2 separate regions of the Triticum aestivum genome follow, and region 2 is linked to region 1. A link is a contact called in public Hi-C data. All regions are on one chromosome and are shown on one strand. The core of a region is the stretch at or near the end of the contact, and the rest is flanking DNA. Distances in the headings are between cores, read along the strand shown.

Evidence for each region. Hi-C and Micro-C count contacts between places; a contact is called where the count stands out from the background.
Region 2: a Hi-C map of leaf shows a contact between it and region 1, with 9 times the contacts expected there. The contact joins the promoter of LOC123136575 here to the promoter of LOC123136564 in region 1. A contact is called at or near these places in 3 of 5 Hi-C or Micro-C datasets (all in leaf) and 1 of 1 datasets of contacts at active chromatin or transcription factors (leaf).

The regions. Positions count from the first base shown.
Region 1 is chr1B:528,554,723-528,560,919 of IWGSC CS RefSeq v2.1, forward strand. It overlaps LOC123136564 (calcium-dependent protein kinase 16), which reads right to left and starts at 4,606. Exons shown (of 7, transcript XM_044555970.1): 1 at 3,763-4,606; 2 at 2,020-2,163; 3 at 1,790-1,942; 4 at 712-827; 5 at 437-604. The coding sequence starts at 4,450.
Region 2 is chr1B:528,848,860-528,855,404 of IWGSC CS RefSeq v2.1, forward strand. It overlaps LOC123136575 (selT-like protein), which reads left to right and starts at 4,789. Exons shown (of 4, transcript XM_044555986.1): 1 at 4,789-5,104; 2 at 5,232-5,305. The coding sequence starts at 4,871.

The DNA of each region.
Region 1 (6,197 bases), core at 3,356-5,855:
TATTACTCCCTCCGTTCCTAAATATAAGTCTTTGTAGAGATTTTGCTATGAATCACATACGGATGTATATAGATGCATTTTAGGGTGTAGATTCATTCATTTTACTCCGTATATAGTTCATAGTGAAATCTCTACAAAGACTTATATTTAGGAACAGAGGTAGTATATCCTTTATCCCTTAATGCTACTATTCAAGGTCCCAAGAACTAAACTGATTCAAAAAGGGACCAACAATTACAATACTTCTACCCATCTGGTACAAAAAACATGTCAATATATTTTACTGCATTTCCAGTTGATCGAGCAATAGAACTATGTACCAGACATAATTTTTTGCAGAAATAATGCCATTCAGTTTGGACTGTGACCAAAGATAGAGGCTCAGTTAATCTAACTGAACATTTTAATAAGCAAGCAAAACCCTGTATATACTTACAGCTTCTATTAACATTTGCACTTCAGATTCTGCAAGGTGAGAACCAAATTTTGCGATCCCGCTCTTCAACTCTTCATATGAGACTATACCGTCATTATCAGTATCCATCACTTTGAACATCTCCTTTATGTCCTCAACTTCTTCAGCCGACAAGTGGTCAGCAATAACCTAGTCAAATAAATTTCGTCAGTACAACATATTTTCAATGTAAATTTGAGAGAGATATTCAGTATCAAAGGGGGAAAAATCGATTAATGGGAAAACGAAATGCAAACCCTTAAAGCTCTTCTTTTGAATCTGTTCATCCTTGAAAACTGCTTCAGCCTTGACTTCACAATGTCTCCAAGAGGAACATTTGGAGCTTTCTTGGCATTTTGAAGCCATGTATGCTCTGTGACAACAGAAATCGAGAATATATATGAATATCAAACTATGTCAAAAAAGACTGAAGAAATACAAGATGCACAGTAACATAAAGTCGATTAAATGTGTGGATAACTGGTGGATAGTATGGAGACTTGGATAGTCGGTTCAATAGGCATCCCGCGATTGTAAGAAGGAACACATGTAGCTTAAATATTAGAACATGAAGCAGCAAAATGAAGAAATGGCTTTGTTTATTTTGCTAAAATATTAGGCACATACTAACTCAGTATAGTGCAAAATCAATATAATGCTGTCCATGTCTTGGATAATCGACAAGCTTCTTTTTATTGCTTTTATTTTGAGAATCTCAACACACTCCATGTAATAGCCATCTAGTGCTTGGAACTGTGTTTCATGCCAGACATCGACGGTGTATCTCAAGTTTACAGCAACATTTAAAATCTGCTTCCTCAATCATCATTTTACTCTCGGCACCCTCACCCGTCAGATTTCTACTTATGTTTACTTTTGGATTCAGCATTGCTCAGTATATTACATCCAGCTTACAGAAGTCAAAAATATGCTACCAGAAAATATAGCGAGGCAACTACCAGAGCAAGGATTCAAAGTGGATCCTGCATAACTTTTACTACAAATTGATCTGAGTATTAGATCCAATGTGACAACAGATTTACCGCATAGCCAAAATAAACTACATAACATGACATCAGGATATGGTTGGTAGATACTTATGTGCAAAAATGGGGAACTATTCAAAACAATGCAGAATGGTCCAGTGATCTTCTAGCTATCAGACTACACGTTGCCAATTGAAAAACAGAACATGAAAGGGGGTTCAGGCTGAAGTTTAAAGCAGCACCAAACAGTAGGAACTTACGCAAATTTGATGTTTCAGGAACTCTGAGGATATAGAAACTAACATAACACAGTGCCGGTTTGAAAGCACTACCACTATGTACATCTTACCAAGAACTTGCTTTGCCGTTAGCCTGATTTTCGGGTCAGGCTGAAGCATCTGCCGAACTAGATCTTTAGCATTATCAGAAACATGGGGCCAGGGTTCTCTCTTAAAATCTATATTTCCCCGAAGGATAGCTTGTGCAACTCCTTGTTCAGTCTCTGCAATATAGCATGGTAAGACCGGGCGAGAGCGAAGCTGAAGGATAAAAGGTTCTCACAAAGATAAGGCAAAGTACCAGCCCAAAATGGAGGAACACCGCATAACAATATATACAAGATAACGCCAGCACTCCAAATGTCTATTTCAGGTCCATAGTTTCTCTTCAGCACTTCAGGAGCCATATAGTAGGGACTTCCCACAATTTCAGAGAACTTCTCACCTAAACAATCGCATAATGCCATCATATTATGTATGGTACAAAATGTTTAAACATATATGCATAACAGACATTTCACAGGGAATAATTAAAGGCGTGCGACAGATAGCAAAGTAAATCATCAAAGTTCCAGTTGACTCGAATTACAAACATAAAAAGTGATATTTGAGGGTTTTCTTGACATAAAGAGGCATTACAATTCCAACTGTGTCGTATAAGGAAAGGGACGCCACACATTTTCAGATGGCTTATCTATTAGTACGTTCTTCCTACAAGGACGCTGCTGCAAGGACACGTGTTTTCAAGCCTATAAAGATGCTATGTTGATTAATACCAAAGGCCAGATTGGCAATAAGATGTGCTGCCTAAAAACATTTGGGATGCCTATAATCAACAGCGAACAAATCCACAAGAAACAGACAGACCACTTTCTTTTTGTGAAGCAAGTTAAATGTATCAAGCTACGGCAACGGCAAGATATAAGTCCACAAGTTACAACTGTTTGGTGGCTCAATACATACATTAAAATCAATTGGAGCCAATTCTTAGTGATTGAAACAAACAAACAAACAAACCAAGTGAGCAAGATCAGTATGGCAACGAAGACAAGGTGCTTGTAAGTATTGATGGCATGAAGGACAAGTGACACACGAGCAAGGGTGGGAATTCAACAATAAACTCAATAAGGTTCAAGCTGTGCGATGTGAAATGTTCCATAACAGGAAATCAACAAGAGAAATATGGTATAGAACCGAGCATAGATTTACAGCACATTAATGATTCAAGTAGTTCAAGACTTAATTACTTTTTCAACAAGAGGGTAAGAGATATGGAGCAGAAATGAACAGATGGTGCCTATTGAGTGAGAGCAAGCAATATAAAGGGGCACAACTGTGTAAAACTGTTATCAGTACTGTTTCAAAGTTTACTGTGGCATATTTTTCATGATCAGTATGACTTCTTATAAATAATAACCAATACTACTGCCGTGGTGCCGCAAAATGAGCTGCTTATAGATAACGATAAGTCAACTAACAGCTACGTATAGATGATGATAGGCCACCAGATGCCTTAGTATTTCCCAAAATAATTGAGCTCAGGTTCAACATGGGATCAACATACAGATACCAAGACTTGGTATGGAGCATGGACTACAAGCAAAACGACATTACACTATTTTTGGCAACAGCAATGTGCCGTCTGATCCCACTAATGATTCCCAAATCCTAAAAATAGCAGTCGCCCATGAACCAGCAAGTGAACCTAGCACCTATAAGATTCCAATGCCTGGACTAGCAGCACAACCTGCAAGAGCCAACTATATCAAGAGACATACTACCGAGTACTGACATACCACTAACTTGCTACGAAAGAAAGAATACATCTAAAAAGTCCTACCAAAAGAGAACCACCAAAATCTAGTTCTAGTCAGATTACGCAAGCACGAAAATAGCACTCAGCTACAGTAGCGAGCACTACCAAAAATTCCACCCAGAAACGGCCACCAACCCACGGATCACGCGCTTAGACAGAAAAGAAAAAAAAACGTCCAAAAGTGCAGCGACCAGTTCGTCCGAATCACGGTGGATCTCGGCGGCTCACCGGGCTTGAAGAAGATGGAGAGGCCGAAGTCGATGGCCTTGAGCGGGGAGTTCTCCTTCTTGTTGGCGAAGAGGAAGTTCTCGGGCTTGAGGTCGCGGTGGATGACGCCGTGGTGGTGGCAGAGCTGCACGACCTCGACGATGGTGCGCGTGACGGCGGCGGCGGCGCGCTCCGTGTAGTGGCCCCGCGCGACGATGCGGTCGAAGAGCTCCCCGCCCTCGCAGAGCTCCATGACGAGGTGCACGGCGCCCTCGTCCTCGCAGGCCTCCCGCAGCGTGACGATGCTGGCGCTCCGGGGCAGGTGGCGCATGATGGCCACCTCCCGGCGCACGTCCTCCACGTCGACGGGGGTGCGCAGCTTGCGCTTGGAGATGGACTTGCAGGCGAGCAGCTCCTTGGATCCCCGGTCCATGCACAGGTACGTGACCCCGAACTCGCCCCGCCCCAGCTCCCGGTCCAGCGCGTACTTGTCGTCGATCCCGCCGCTCACGTCGCGGCCCTCCTCCCCGAGCACCGAGAGGCGCTTCTTCTCCCCGCCGGCGCCGGCGCCGGCCCCGCCTCCGCCTCCCCCCGCGCCGCCGCCGTTGCGCGCCTGGTGGGGCTTCTTCTTCCCGGCGGAGGCGGGGAAGTGCGACGACGAGACGTCCTCCCGCGCCGCGGCCGCCGGGGAGCGGCAGCAGTTGCCCATGGCCGCGCGAGATCGGGGGTGGGGCCGCTAGGGTTCGTACGGCATTGGGCGCCGCGCGGGTGGGGGAGGAGGACGGGTCGAGGAGGAGGAGAGAGAGATGAACTGACTGCTGTGCCGAGGGACAGAGAAGGGGGTGCTACTGCTAGCTAGAGAGGCAGAGCGGTAGTAGTCTTTGGAGTAGTAGAGAGGGACGAGACCTGTGTCGTCGGGTATAACGGTATGGGGGAGCCGTGGGGGACGGGGCGCGGGGGACGCGTAGCCGCGGGGGCGGTGGTGGGGAGGACAATGGTGGGGAACATTCCCACATGTGATGATGGTTTGGTGAGCCCGATGGGTCGCTGGACGGTGGACCCGAGGGCGGGGTCGGGGCCTCTGCGGGGAGTTCGGGGGTGGCGGGGCCCACGGTCGTCGGCAGTTTGACCGGATTCCGCGACCGGGGTTTCGTTTCGACGGCGAGATAAAAACCAGGCCCCGATTGGCCATTGTTTAGTGAATTGTAATCTGGTGAAAGATGCTGTCAGAAAGTTTTCTTAAAACCCGGTGTTACGCGATTGCATCAGCCCGTGTAACAAGGAATCGGGATATAATCTGCGACTGGGCGTTAATTAAAGGGGAAATTTTTGAAGAACGCGATGCTTGGTTATTAAATCCTGAATGTCATCAGAATCTACAATGTGGATGCTGGTTTAGTACCTTTTGTTCCGTTATCAATGACAGTGGAATCGGCCCCTGTGTCGCTTGGGAGAAAAATCTTGAACGCGGGAATGAAAAAAACATGCAACTAATGAACAGAAATACAAATAGTCAAATACAAATACGAGAAAACAAAGGAGATGGTTAGACTGCGCGTAAAAGATGAATTTGTTGTAGGAGTGTTGTGATGTAAAGATAAAAGATGTGTCCAATGGTTTATTTCATCCAACATCAAAGCTATGTTTCACTATCATCATGATTACAGAGTACTACAAGATATCCATATACCCTTAGCTTCGCCGGTTCTCGGCCCTCTCTCTCCCTATGAAGCGCACGTAATCATTGTCGTCGGTTGTGGCCCTCCTTTCTCCCATGAATCTACCTTTCCTTCCCGCCATCACATTAAGCGACCTCGAGGTACCACTGTCTTATCCTCCTCTCACCTTGACGGTGGCGGCGGCCTAACGTACAAGCCTACTGATTTCCTCCTCTGGATCGAGTGGCTAGCTCAATCTTAATGGCAACAAGAAGTCTCCCTCATTGGCGGCGCCGAGCTCTCATCTTTATAGGTCGCGGCGCAATGTCAGTGTGTGGCCAGGATGACCATGGAGGCAGCGAGGTGTTGTAGCAAGACTGCGAAATACGTGTGTAGGCATGTACAAGGTTGTGGGCTCTTGTGATCAAAGGTTGTAGCACCACTAACTCGCTATATTGGCCTAATCACCATAATAACTGCCAATATAGCGGTAAACACACAGATTGACACTCTAACGGAGTCGTCATATGCATTATGATTGCCAAAAATTAGTGAGCTTACTCAAACTTTGACTTCGTAACTGAGGGAGTCCTGGATAAGGGGGTATCCGGACAGCCGGACTATATACTTTGGCCGGACTGTTGGACTATGAAGATACAAGATTGAAGATTTCGTCCCGTGTCCGGATGGGACTCTCCTTGTCGTGGAAGGCAAGCTTGGTGATTCGGATGTAGATCTCCTTCTCTGTAACCGACTCTGTGTAACCGTAGCCCCCTCCGGTGTCTATATAAACCGAAG
Region 2 (6,545 bases), core at 3,539-6,038, 290 kb after region 1:
CATTGCGTGTGTGTAGAATTTTTTTTGTTTTCCATGCAACGATTCCCAACAGGTGGCTCATCCTGGGAGCACTACTAGGCGTGCCAGAAGGGGGGGGGGGTGGTGACGGTGGTATGGCTCTGGGCTGTGTAGCGATAGGGCAGCTAGGACACAATGCTTGTGCTTGTGCAGGTGTGCAGTCTACCTAGATTAATCGACGCTTAGGATGTGTCCGCTCAACCCAACGAATGACGTGCTTTCTCAGAGCCAACGACGTTGATACCCGTGGGCGCCGCAGAGCCTTCTTGAAGGCGTCGTGGTAATGTTGAGTTCGCCATCTGTGTCGTGACTTTGGGGAAACCCATGTTCCAGGCCCGCTGGAACAGGTGATGTACTCAAACTCCGGGTGAGAGCTCTACGTCGACTATGTTGATGTCGGCGGTAACAACGCCCATGGATATTGCTTTGATCACAGGAGGTGTCGTTGTGGAGCTCCAACTCCTTATATTAGTACTTTGCTCTGTGGTCTCCGGATAAAAACCTAAGATCTGGCTTATCGGATCGGATGACGGTGTTGTGTCCTCGACAACACTACCTCCTTGGAGGCGGCATCTTGGAGACCCAAATGACGGTTTGTGTTGCTGCGTGTGGTTGAGGGTGGTGCGTTTGGTGGTGGTGGTGTGGTCAGCTCGGGGCCGATGGTGGTGTTTTCTTCATTGTTTCTCTTTGTTTGTCCTTTGTGTGATCTCCGTCATGTTGTTGTGCATGCTCAAAACCCTCCCTTGGTTGTCGTTGTGTTGCAGCGAGCTTCGGGCTCTTGGTGTCGTCTCGGTTCACCTTTGCTCAGTGATGACAGTTGCTAATCGTCCTGACCTCCCATGCTGGAGCTCCTAATCAATGTTTGTGTTAAGGTTTGACACTTGTTGATTGTGGATGATCCTATGTTGTGCCGTGGGGTTCGGTATGCACACCGGTGCGGTGCGTTAGGCAGTTCGTAGAGTCTTGGTATTGTGATCCCTTGAGGGCACCCTTCGTTTACTTGTGCCTCTCGTGGTGATTGTCTTTCTGTCTGCTAACTAGGTCGTGCCTTTTCCTGGGCGCTCATCTCTTCTCTTCTTTAACTTTGATATCCATACGGTTTTCAGCTCGGTTTTCCTCATAAATGGGATTAACTTGTTAAGATTTTTGATCTGGTTTTTCTTATAAACTAGATCAACAAAATCCTAGGGATGACTCTTGGCTTTTGCCGCTTTTGAGCAATATATATTCAGGTAGGAGAACTCTCCCCCGTGATTCATCAAAAAAAAGAAATTATGACTACACCGCTGGAGTTACTCTTAGCACAATAAATAGCCACCATGCACGCGTCACTCAATTATGTACATTCACATGCCTAGTGTACAACAATTATGTAGTAGTGACATTACGACAAACACCATGATAGTTCAAGGATTATACCCACGCTTTTTCAGAGAGAGAGAATTGTAAATATTTTGATTTACACGCAGTTTTCTTTTTTGTGAATATGTGCAATTTCCTTAATATTGTGATGTGACTAGTATCCTAAGAGCGTGGTTAATAATATAGCCAACGTTCGGCTATAAATACTTGCTCTAAGAACGTCACACATGTCTATACCTAAGAAATGCGAAATCCTACATTTGCTCGTGCGAAAATATTTTGTTCTGACGAGTAACTGTACATGAACATACACGCGTCTGTGTTCAATGGCTTGCTCTATCCGCATGGGACGGTGGTTGGTATAGGTGTGTGCCATTCTCAAAACAAAACGAAATACAGTACGAGTACTTTTCAAGCCACGAGACTTCTAAAATTCCAATTTGGTCTCTTTAATAAACAAGTGCCTGCCTTTTAGTATAGGAAATGAAAAGGCCTTGCTGTCCTGAAAAACTATACTATATGTTCGTACATTCACACCTTGTCATGTCCATGTGCCAATGATCTTCAATCTTGATTTTCAATGCCCATGAGCTGCTAGCAGAATTTGTCAAAGCATTAACCGTACTTTGCTTTCTTAGTTGCGCCTAACCGCAAAAGGTACACCACCATTTGGTATTGCCCTTTTTGATTTGTATAGTATCGGGGACGGACCGAAACATGCTTCAACGCGCACTCGTTATAATAGTAAAATAAAAAAGCACTAGAAAAAAAAACATTGATTTTCTTTAGGCATATATATAGTGTATGAAGTTCCACGAAGAAGCGACACCCGCGTGATAAATCCGGGTAAAAATCACAAAGTCTCAAAACTATATTAAAAAAACATTGTTTGAGGAATTGTATGGTCCTGTTATATTTTCTTCACCGAGAATACTACGGGTGTCAACACTTCACGAAACTTTTCACGTGAGAAGAATGGCCGACTAAGTTTGATACCTCAAAATTACAGAATATTTTTGTTTTAAATTACTGTTCATGTGGATATGCGTGAAACCAAGTTCACCTTGGTACTGTCGTATCAGAGACTTGAGTCTTTGTGTTTAATGTCCACATTTGCCATTTCAATGGGGTGCTGAGACTGGAGAATCCTTCAAGCATGCTTATCCGTTCCGCCTCCACGAGTAGTGCGTGTCTCAAATGTGACATGTTATCTGTAAACAGGCCTATAAACAGGTTCATCATACGCACATGTCTTTTTGATAACACTATACGCGCATGGTAAACAAATGCTAGGGAACGACAATTAAGATGCAAGGCCAACCCTCCAAGAGGACAAGAAGACAAAAGGTGACAAGACCAACGCCAAAGACAAAAGCAGTGCGGTCGCGGGCGGTTCTGGCTGCACGCCTGCGCCCATACAGTATTCACCCGAAAACGGACGATTCCGTGCTGGCGGAACCGAATAAAACGGACGACCGGCTCTTCCAGCAGTAGAATTTTCATTTCAAGGAGGGGGGGTCAATAATAATTCTCGTGGAACCGCGGCGAGATTACCTAGTACAGTACGTGGTCGTTCTTCTTGGCCACATACAGATGGCCTCTATGCTCTATGCCAGCCTGCTTGCGATGGAATTCTTTTCTCTTTTCGATCCCTTGCGATGGAATTCTCCGCCTGGTCGTCGATCAACGGAAGGACGGAGCTAGAGCCCCCTTGACCAAGCCAGCCAGTGCGTGCGTGTACGGCGTACCGGGCACGGTTTGGGAAATGGAACCACCTGCCTGCCGGCCGGCCCCGCTCTGCGCTTCCTCCTCGCGGGCGGCTGTACGCCATCATGCGTGCTCCTTGTGAGTGACCCGCTCCCAATCAACGAAAGCAAAAAGGCATCCCCTCTCGCGGTCTCGCTCGATCGGTGGCGCCAACTCGACATGCCCAAGGAACGATCATTTCATTCCACGGGCGCAGACGAGCAGCCAAGCTGCCGGCGCGTCATACGCGATGACACGCGGGCGCTCATGCGCTGCACGTCCGCTACGCAGCACCGAAACTATGGTCTGGTGTGCTCAAGTGCTCAGCCGTTCAAACACCGAACGCGCGAACATAGACGTACGTACTGGGCTTGAGATTTAAACAGTGGGCCTCGCCTTTCGTGTCCCTGTCATATGCCCGTACGTGCTGTTCCGGTGGAGAAGATGGCACGCGCGCGCCATTACTGCTGTTGAACTGACGCTAACCTGTCGGACCAGATAAGCCGAGACGAGCCCGAGTGGAGTTGCATAGTGCACTCTGTCAGCTGTCAAGCGCAGGGCGCGCATGGCACCCTGTCAAACGAGCTCTGCGCAGATGCATGCATGGCACGACCATGATTGCTCTTGTGCAAACATGCACGTTCCGCTTCAGCGCTTCAGCCTGATCGATCGCTTCCACACGACACGGTTACTTTTACCGCGCGGAAGAGGCGAAACTTCTGACGGCCAGTCACTGCAACCTGCTGGACATCCACATAAACCCGTGGCGTGGGCTGTGATCGGCCATCGGTCTATGTGATCGCTTCTCGAGACGGCGATGGAGCATACTCCCTCCGTCCACGAATAAGTGTACTTAATTTTTATCCTAAGTCAAAGTTTTAAAACTTTGACCAACTATATACAAAAAAGTAGTAACATATATAATATCAAATTGATATATTATGAAAATACATTTCAAAACGAATCTAGTGATACTAATTTAGTGTCATAAATGCTGCTACTTTTCCCTATAAAGTTGGTCAAAAATTTAAAACTTTAACTTATGACAAAAGCTAGAAGTACACTTATTCGCGGACGGAGGGAGTAACATTAAGCGAAACTCTTGTTTTGTCTGGCCGGTAAGACCTGGTGGTGAGCTTCCAACCCAAGATTCCAAAGGTTGCTTACCAAACTGATCTAGACCAAACCTTGATTGACATTGACCCCATGAAAGCCCAGCCTGTCTGCCTGTCTGCCTGGTCATCATGGAACGTTTCCCTTCCGCTGCAAGGCTGCCGGTAGCTCATCTCTCTTTCTGCGGACAGAACTACTCCATGATTATTTTTGTTGTTGGTGAGAGCGAACTGCAGCTCAACTCAAGTAGCCGTCGAGTGTTCCAGAGTTGGACGGATCGATGGCCTCACAGTCCCATCGCAGTACGTTTTGAGTAAGAAAAAACTCAGTTCGTGGGCCGTCTAAATCCAGAAGGCCGATGGCATCCACACCACCGTCGTGGGCCGTAAGTTGGAAGTAGACATTTCCATCCGAGCCCAAGCCCACACAGCCTCCACCACCACCAAAAGATTCCCGGCCTTTGGCCGCACGAAGTTGGAGCCCCACTGACAGCACTGACCCACACCACCGGACCCACCTGGCAGGCAGCTTGACGGAGGAAGGTGCTTCGTCGCCTTCAGCACCGGCTCCGCCTCTTTCCGTTCCGCGTCCCAGAAAAGAAGGGAGGAGAGCGGGCGACCGGAAGGCGGCGATGGCCATGGACCGCGTGCAGCTCCTCCTCGTCGGCCTCCCCGCGCTGCTCTTCATCTCCGACCTCTCCCACATCTTCGCGCCGCCGCCTCCGCACCTGCGCCACCCCCACGGCCACCCCCCGCACCACCGCCACCCTCATCCGCCCCACCATCCCCACCAGCCGCACCCGCCGCACCACCACCCCCACCCGCCGCACCACCACCACCCGGACCCCGCCGCCGCTGCCATACAGGTCGGTCGTAAACCCTAGCCCGAGATTCCTTTTCCCCCTTGTCGCGAGACCCTAGCCCGGAACTCTGTGGCTCCGATCTGGCCGGCAGAGCTGATGTTGTTATCTTTTTATTTTGGTGCAACCGCAGCAGCCCAATCTGGACGGAGGAGCTGGATTCGGCACAACCGTGGAGCTGCAATTCTGCGCCTCCTGCTCGTACAAGTGAGTCTCTGCGGACTGATGGTCGCTTGCTTGCTCAATTTGTGTTGTTAGTTTGCTTGTGTGGATCAAGTGAACCTATGCGTAGTGTAGCGGATATTGAGTGTTCCGGAATTGCTGTGTGCCTGCCTCAGTTGACCATACCCCAATACATGGGCCAGTTTATATATCATGCAAAATGATCTAGGAGGTGGATTATTTGGTACTCCAGTAAAACCAGTGTCACTGGTTGTTGTTAAATAGCAATTGCTAATGCCGAATGCGTTAATGCTCTGGTGACAGTGTTAATGCTTTGTTAAACATTAGAAGTCAGACACTGTTATGTATATGGATCAAGTAAGAGCTCCTACTGGAATTAATTTGGAATATTATTTAAATTGGAAAGAGATTGGATTAGAGTTAGAGGTCGAATTGGTATCCTTTGGTAAATTACTCAGGGGTCAAGTAAGTGCTCCTATATAAGGGCTGATTCTAGGAATAGAAATTGACCTATCGAGTACTTAAAAAAAAGGGCAACCTGGTGCATGTAGCTCCCGCTTGCGCAGGGTCCAGGGAAGGGTCCGACCACTTTGGGTCTATAGTACGCAGCCTTTCCCTACATTTCTGTAAGAGGCTGTTTCCAGGACTTGAACCCATGACCTCATGGTCACTCTTCGACAACGAAATCCATGAGGACCTCAGCACTGTGTTGTTGGGGCGCCTCACAATCTTGCTTCTGAATTACATAGGTAATGGTGGAATAGTTAAGTATATTCCGGATGTGGTTTGAGCAGACTGTTATGTAGGTTGCTGGTGAGGAGATAAGTGTATGTCTTTCTGATGTCAAGAAGTAAAAAGGGGGAAAACTCCTAAATGACAACTTGAAGGTTGTTGTGAGTTTATATTTTATCAATCTGTCATCTCCCTGGTTTATCCTCCTGAGCCGTTATGTAGTTTATTCCAAACTATCATATTCGTTCTATTTGGACATTTTTCCCCCGCTAGTTTGGTTATAAAGCTAACAGTGTACAGGGACAGGGAAGATGTGCTAGGGTTGCCAGCTCCTGATTACAGCTAACACAAAAGGCCCAGAACTGACCAACAAAAGAACTGACACGTCCAGAGTCTTGAAAAGAAGACAATACATAATCAACTTTGGTGTCAACGAAAACCACAAAGAACAAGCAGTACACCTTATAATGCACCTATGTATGGCCACGGTGCACAGGCATCTGTTGACAAATCTTATCCATCGGTTCCAACA